2 separate regions of the Xenopus laevis genome follow, and region 1 is linked to region 2. The links are chromatin contacts, called in public Hi-C maps. All regions are on one chromosome and are shown on one strand. Each heading gives the region's core, a stretch centred on a gene start, on an enhancer-like site or on the middle of the called end of the contact. The rest is flanking DNA. Distances are from core to core; before and after follow the strand shown. Region 1 has its middle 81 kb from the start of LOC108715309. Region 2 overlaps LOC108715307 (cGMP-inhibited 3',5'-cyclic phosphodiesterase B).

Evidence for each region. A called contact is a pair of places that touch in the nucleus more often than the background predicts.
Region 1: a contact with region 2 is called in a Hi-C map of the XL177 cell line, with 3 times the contacts expected there. The contact joins two enhancer-like sites.

Annotation. Positions count from the first base shown.
Region 1 is chr4S:22,136,453-22,140,328 of Xenopus_laevis_v10.1, reverse strand. No RefSeq gene overlaps it. Among protein-coding and RNA genes, the nearest start is that of LOC108715309, 81 kb to the right of the region's middle. Within about 2 kb of position 1,723, at least 1 of the 7 cell types and tissues checked has an H3K27ac peak or open chromatin away from gene starts, as enhancers often do.
Region 2 is chr4S:22,000,823-22,004,685 of Xenopus_laevis_v10.1, reverse strand. It overlaps LOC108715307 (cGMP-inhibited 3',5'-cyclic phosphodiesterase B), which reads right to left. Exons shown (of 16, transcript XM_018260361.2): 7 at 3,816-3,863; 8 at 3,556-3,695; 9 at 3,324-3,461; 10 at 1,232-1,343; 11 at 968-1,066. Among protein-coding and RNA genes, the nearest start is that of cyp2r1.S, 30 kb to the left of the region's middle. Within about 2 kb of position 2,090, at least 1 of the 7 cell types and tissues checked has an H3K27ac peak or open chromatin away from gene starts, as enhancers often do.

The DNA of each region.
Region 1 (3,876 bases), core at 474-2,973, 140 kb before region 2:
GAGTCTTGTTCTACCGGATTTTCCACTACAAGATTATTCTCATTTTTATTATGAGAGGCCATAGGGCACAAGCGGTGAGGATGCCCCATATTACCACACAGGTTACACTTAATGTCCTTACAGAACCTCTTTGTATGGCCTATTTCCCCACAGAGGATAGACTTCTCTACAGCACAGGAACTGGCAAGGTGATTTAGTGACCCACATTTGAAGTATCAGCTGTGAAGCGAGGTGAAGCTGCGGATCAAGACCCTGCGGGACCGACACATGAAGACCTTGCTGCTGTACAAGAAGCACCCACAGGAGACCGACTGGTGCGTGGGCACCTGCAACACTGTAGGTAGATCGCAGGCAGCCAAGGTCAGACATGCGGAACAGGGAGCAGTACTAGTGGCCCACTGGCCGTATCCCTCCCTGTGGAACCAAACAGTAGGCTGAGTAAAGTCACCCATATGATCGCCCTCATGTGGAATGATCTCCCGTGGCAACCAAGTCAGCGCACTTACCTGGGAGCAAGACGTTAGAAAGCGGTTCTCCCTCCAAAGGCAGCTGAGCGCCGAGGTGTCACCCGGCTGACTGATAAGAGCAGCGCTAAAGCTGTGTCCGTGAGCGCTTCAAAAGCAGCACCTGCAAGCGCACACTTCTGTCCACAGAGAAGAGAAGTGCCGGTGTAGCATGCCCTGCTGTGAGCGGAGGAAGGCACGACCTTCTGCGCTCACTAGCACTGACTAATATGTGGGAAAGTGCCCTGTGCGCCCTATGCGACTCAGTGGAAGCCCCTGCAACAGCATTTTTTGCAGAGATTTGCATCTTTTCAAATCTCTCCATGTTTTCAAAACGCTCCCTCCAGGGTCCTGCTTTAGTCAGTAACCTCTCGATGGACACTTCCACCTCAAATAGTTCCCTCTTAAGTTTGATCATGTCCAACTCAAGCCTTCCTCTTTTGTTCTTATTTGTAGCTCTGATCAGCTTTTGTTGCTGCACAATTTCTGCCTCTTTCTTCTTTTTGTCACTATAGGCTTGTGTCAGCTGCTTAATGATAGTTGGAATATCCTCAGGACAGGGCACTGGGGGCAGGCGCGTTTCAGGCCTGAGGCAGCGTTCAAAATGCCGCCCCCAGGCTTACCTTAAGATCTCTGATTGGAGGTCCGGTGAGGGGCGCATTGCTAGCGCAGAGTGTGAAATATTGCACTTCTGGGGAGCTGCGCCTGAGGCAAGGTACTCACCTTGCCTCATGGCAGAAACGCCACTGACCAGGGGGCTCTCTGCAGTAGGGGACTTTGGGTGCTATTTTGCACGTACCACAAGAGTTGCAGATGCACCTGAGTCAGAAGCTGATTCCCAGGAAAACTGAGATTCTGAGATACAGGGTTAATTGCAGGACTGGGTGCAGATAACTTATTACCTGCTGAATCCTGAGGTTTAGCCTTCCAAGTAAGTGAAAGCTCAGCAGCAGCAACAATGCTTTTCTCTCCCCAAATTAACTTTCCCTTGCTGCACAAACATCATGGGGAGTTTCTGGCACAACATCACAAGTGGCTTGAATAGTCTGGCTGTTAGATGTAAAGCTTAGGGTAGGACTACACGGACGTTTTCAGCACGATCCAACACACCGCGACAAAGCGCCGGTGACAAAGCGCCGGTGACAAATCGCATGCGACGGAAGTGAATGCATTGTTTGAAGTTGCAGCATTGATCCGACGCGACAGAACTGTCGTATGTAGATGCTGCACGCTGCTCCATGTTGTCCTCCCCTGCCTGGGCTTCCACTACACAGCAATGGCTGTGTGATCCAGCTGGGGAGTCCTCCATACTCACTGTCTGTGAAGGTCCCCCAGCAGCTGACAGTTGTTCCACAGATCCAAACTCCAATGGCTCAGAGTTTAAATCTAAATGCAAAGTTGTCATATTAAGACATACCCTTAAATCCATATACCTCCTCCTCCCCTGTTAATAACACGGTACCCCCCAGCACATGATTAAACACCTTAGGGGCCCCTAACAATAATTTTCAAATGCCTACAAACCCCCAGAACAAATACCAGGCTTATGTTTCACAGGCAGAGTTTGGCACACCCAGGGAGCATGGGGCAGACTGGCAGAGTATGGCACACATAGACAGAGTATGGCACACAAAAGGACAATAGGGCAGGCAGAGTATGGCACACACAGAGAGCATAGGGCAGAACAGAGCAGGAGACAGGGAAACCTATCAGGACCAGTCTAATATGTACTACATACAGTGACACAGAGCTGGTGCTCCATTAGCATTTTGTATAAAGTGTGAACATGGGAACAATGTGGGCAGTTTCAGTCTGGGTCTCAGGTGTGAACAGTACAGGGCTTTAGGATGTGGACAATAGAGGTGTCACAAGTGTGAACAATACAGAGGATTACAGTGTGAATTTGAGGTTTAAACAATGCATCGGTCAGGTAAGGACTGTTGTGATACCTATTAAAGTTTACACACGGTAAGCAAACAACAGCAGGTAGAATTTCATGTGGAGGGCCACACAAGGAGGGGCCACGGGCCGCCAGTTGGACAGTCCTGCCCTGCAGAAATAGGGATTGGTAGCACTAGATAGGTACCTAATATACAGTATAGGGATGCTAATGACACTGACTTTCAAAGCACTTCATAACTCTGCCCCACCCTACATCTCTGAACCCATCTCTATATACTCACCGAACCGCTTACTACGCTCCTCTACTGACCTGCTACTAAACTCTTCTCTCATTACCTCCTCACATGCTCTCGCATTCAAGACTTTGCAAGGGCTGCACCCCTCCTCTGGAACTCTCTCCCACGGTCTGTCCGACTTTCTCCCAACCTTTCTGCTTTCAAGAAATCTCTTAAAACGCACTTCTTTCGAGAAGCCTACCCTCATTCTGCTTAACTACCAAACGCAACACCACAAACAGTACCACATTTCTCACCCACTTAATTCGATCTTGCCCACTCCCACACCTTGTGTATTACTCCCCTCCCTTTATAGTGTATGCCTATGCATAGGGCCTTCCTCACCTTTTTGTACCTGTATTGATTGTGATGTATGTAACTCCATATGTTCTATGTATATAATTCATGTGATTTAGTTGTATAATCACATTTACTTTACAGTGCTACGCAATATGTTGGCGCTATATAAATACATATTAATAATAATAATAATACTAATGCAGTATATAGGGAATGTGGATAGAAAGTGTGGGCACAAGGAATGTTTATAAGGTGGAACTATGTTTTGTGACTCCTGACAAAGCAGAGAGTGTTGGAGCAACTCACTTAGCACTTGATACAAACAAAAACAGTATTTAGGCTAAGGATCTGAGACCCCCCAATTCCACAAGGTATCACCCTAAACAGATGCGTGAGGAAGAGTGATTACAGTTCAGGCGCATCTCTCAGCTGATGACGGCAGGCATACATCAATATAAATATCAAATTTCACATGCAAAGATACAGAACTGTGATTGCGCTGGTTCCCATAAATGTTTCCAATTACAGACGTGTAATTAGAGCGTGTGCGGCTCCCCGGGAGATACGGAGATTGAGGATTTCATTATCTTTCCTGAGCCAAAGTGTGTCTGATCTGAGTTACAAGTAGGAACTGGTCCCCCCTGACTCCAAACTCTTAACTTACACTTACACTATTTTGTGCATTCTGACTCCCCAGTCTCTCGTCTTCGCAATGGAAAAGCTTCAGAGACACGGCCCAGAAGTGGTTAATAATCAACGGGGGACGTTGGGAAGAAACGCAGTGTATTCCATAGACTATAATGCAACAGTGCCCCCCTGGTGGCCAATTATATTAAAAAACATTCATAACCTCTGGGAATCCCATAACCTCTTCCTATGCTGATGATGAGATCTCC
Region 2 (3,863 bases), core at 841-3,340:
AAAATTCCCCCTATGAGTCCAGTGCAACAGCAATCAAGTTAAATTGTTTAACCCAGGATATTTTTAGTTTGAGATGTTTTAATTTCCTAATTATGTAAAGAAATATTAGCCTAATGCACAGGCACAAAGTTGCTGACTCTGACTGAGAATAAACTTCTCATCCAGCAGAGGAAACTGATGCAACTTGGCACATGAGCCGAACAGATCAGCACTTGCCCATCATTCGCTTAATATGGAACCAAATAAGAAATGCTCTGAAAATTACTGCTCAGGTTTAGGACCAGAGCAAGGTCCTACTGGGGAGGGGAAGGAGCCTTTGAGAGGAGTCTCTGTGGCTGTGGGATAGCAGGTATAGTAGGGAGAGATGGTGCCTATAGTTACAGTGGGATGATAGTCTCTGGGAAGGGAGTGTGACTGTGGGATAGCAGGTATAGTAGGGAGAGATGGTGCCTATAGTAACAGTGGGATAATAGTCTCTGGGAAGGGAGTGTGACTGTGGGATAACAGGTATAGTAGGGAGAGATGGTGCCTATAGTAACAGTGGGATAATAGTCTCTGGGAAGGAAGTGTGACTGTGGGATAGCAGGTATAGTAGGGAGAGATGGTGCCTATAGTAACAGTGGGATAATAGTCTCTGGGAAGGGACTGTGGCTGTGGGATAGCAGGTATAGTAGGGAGAGATGGTGCCTATAGTAACAGTGGGATAATAGTCTATGGGAAGGGAGTGTGACTGTGGGATAGCAGGTATAGTAGTGAGAGATGGTGCCTATCGTAGCAGCAGGGATAACAGTGATGGTTGATAGTAGGGACAGAATAAGGAGAGAACATTTGGTGATTAAATATATAAATGTTGTATATACAATAAGTCATGTATTTAAGTCCTACATAAAAGTGAGCTCTGTGCTGCCAGTGCTGTCAGAATGGAAATCTATAATTAAGATTCCCACCAGGCAGAGGTGTGAGTTACCTGTATCATCGCTGTGAATGTCTTGGAACCCTGGGATTGGCCGGGTGCTTAAGTACCACACTGAGTGGAGCACGTCTGTGGCGTGAATACGATTATGGTCTGGGACAGAGAAGAAAAACACTTAGAGACAAGATCAGTCATTATTAATATTTATGGTTCAATTCACCCAACTGTCTTTTGCTGCCCACTGTCTCATACTCTCATAACTCTTAGTGCCAGGTGAAATATTTGGCGCCCCCATGGGTAGGGAGAGTGATTACTCACATGGAATATCCCGGTAGCCACTTTCCAAGGCTCTAAAGAAGTTCTGGAATTCTCGCAGAGGGATTTTAAAAATCTCAAATAAACCCGTATCTTGAAATAGAGCATAGGAAACCTATTGGGGGAGATGGAGAAAGAGAGAGAGAAAACTGTGGGTCAGAAAATGTAACATGCTCCCGAGAGCGGTACTACGGGAAAGTTCCAGAGAGCAGTGTTATTGTGAATTACCTATGAGTGTTACTACGGGGAGCTCCCTATAAGCAGTACTATAGAAGTAAAGTACTACTTCCAGTGAGCAGTACAATGAGGAACTTCCAAAATGGACACGATTATATATTTAACCCTCTCACTTCTGGTTCCTGGCAAGATATTAAGGAAAATCACCAAATTAATTTCGGCCCCCTGTCTCCTAAGGAACTTGCTATGGAGTAGAGCAGGACAGGCTACTCTCGGGATGCTCAGAGTGTACACGCTGCTCTGTAAGGGGGGCAATAAACCCAGCGGTGACAGTGTATAGTTCTGCCCCCGAATGAGGCCGAGACTCAGGAAGATACAGTTCCTGAATTGCTCCAGAGCGGAGACAGGCGCCACAGTGGGAGATATTATTGTTTCGAAGGGGTAACAGATGGTTCCACTTTGTCATTATACAGGAAAGCAAGTTCAGCTTTTATTATCCTCAGGAAATCCCCAGGATGCCGTGCGGTCATAACAAGACTCATTGTTGAGTCTAATTAACTCCTTTGTCACAGAAACCGTAGGAGAGGCGACATGGATTGCGAATAGGAAATCCTGCATATAAACTGCCATCCCCGCAGTGAGAAACTTCACTAATGAATGGCAGTGGGTGGGGCCACAGTGGTGCCTCTTTATTCAGAGTAGTCGCTGGCCTTCCCATTATGCCACAGGTATCTGAACATGTATGGCTAGGTTTGGGGGGGGGGGGCATCCTGCAAAGCAATTGGTTGAAATGGACCCACAACCTGTTCTGACACTTGGACATAAGGAATGAACTGGGTCACACTGTCCCGCCAAATCTGGGCATGTATGGGCAGCGTTAGAGCCGCTGCTCCTGAGATTGGCCCTATGCATTCAGGGGGCCGTGCTGCACACAAGTAACAATATCTTCTGGCCAATGACTGCACTCAGTGCCCCTACAGCAGGGAATCTATCTTTATAAAGGAATCTCACTTCATCTTAACAAGCGCCTTCCAATTAACGAGCCATTATTTCTGCTTTGTCTATTTCCTGCACCAGCCTGGAAAGACCTCGGATTAGTCACTGGATAATTTTGGAGATATGTTTTGGCAGGGGCCCTGCAGCAATCTGCTCCCGGCTGCATTACTCCTTCTTTTATAGAGATATGAATTTTAAAAAAAAACTTTTATTGGAGGGCGGCCGAGCCAAAAAATGTTAGTCATGCTAAAAGCTGTCACACTGATGAGAATACGGAGGCAATCGATATGCGTTGCTCTGTCTGCAGACCCATAATTCTAGCGCCAGAACTGGGGGCTCTGAGCATTACCAACCAACTGGCATAGAGAGTACAGGAGGAGGCTCCAGGCCAAATACACTTATCTCCTCTGATTTGTGTCATGTTTAAGGGCGAACTATGAATTAGGGGCGCATTGGGGGGGACAAATGATTCCGTGTACTGGTCCAAATCACAAGGTTCCACATAATCACTAACCTGTTGCTGCTCACCTGTCATTGCCCTTATTCACCCCAGTATGTGCAATATGCAAAAAATGGGGGACAATGTAGTTGGGGGAGACATGTACGTGTAACCTCCTTATGCCCCATACCCAGCCCCTAACTGGTGTGAAACATGGGGCGCCGAGTGAGCACAAAGCTTTTGAAGCCAGGGCTGCCATCAGATGGGTACTGCAGTCAGGAGCCCCATGGGGGGCACCCCAACAGACATACAAGAGTGTGTGTCAAGATTTCCAGGACACAGAGGAGGTGGGACTTGTATAGGACTAGGCAGGGTTTGGGTGGTTGGCAATAGGCGGAATTTGTACTGTAATGGGCATTAACGGGGTGGATCAGGGATATGAATCACATGGGCCCATAATAAAAGCAATGCACGAGGGGGTACCTGGCTGAGGATCCTCCCCGACTTCCCTCCCGTCCGCTCCACCAGATCAAATATGGGAAAGTTCCAATTGTCCAATTTGTCCAACAGCGAATCCTGGTCTTGGATCAGCATCAGCTCCAGGGGGGACTCTTCTTTCATCTGTGGGTCACAAGGGGCCATAATGTTTAACGGGGGATGGGAATGTGCCTCACTACCTGTACCCCCAGGTGTTGGGAAATAACATTAATGATACCTCAGATTCCCGGTTGGCGCTCCCTGGCTCTGAGTAAGGCTCGTGGGTTTCTGGCACATTCCTGGTGTCTTTCTGCAGTCGGGTCTCCGGCACCTTCTCCTTTAAATGCCCCGGTTCCTTTTGGCTGGTGCCGCTTTCAACTGCTGGGGGAGAAAGGGTATGAATTAATGACAGTTCCACTGTCTGTAACAATGTAGCACCAGCAGCGAATTAAGAAACAATGGGGAAGTGCTGCCCCATAAGTCAATGCCAGTACTTACCCTGGCGTCCGGCCTGATCTGTGGCCGACTGGGAACTAGTATCTGTCA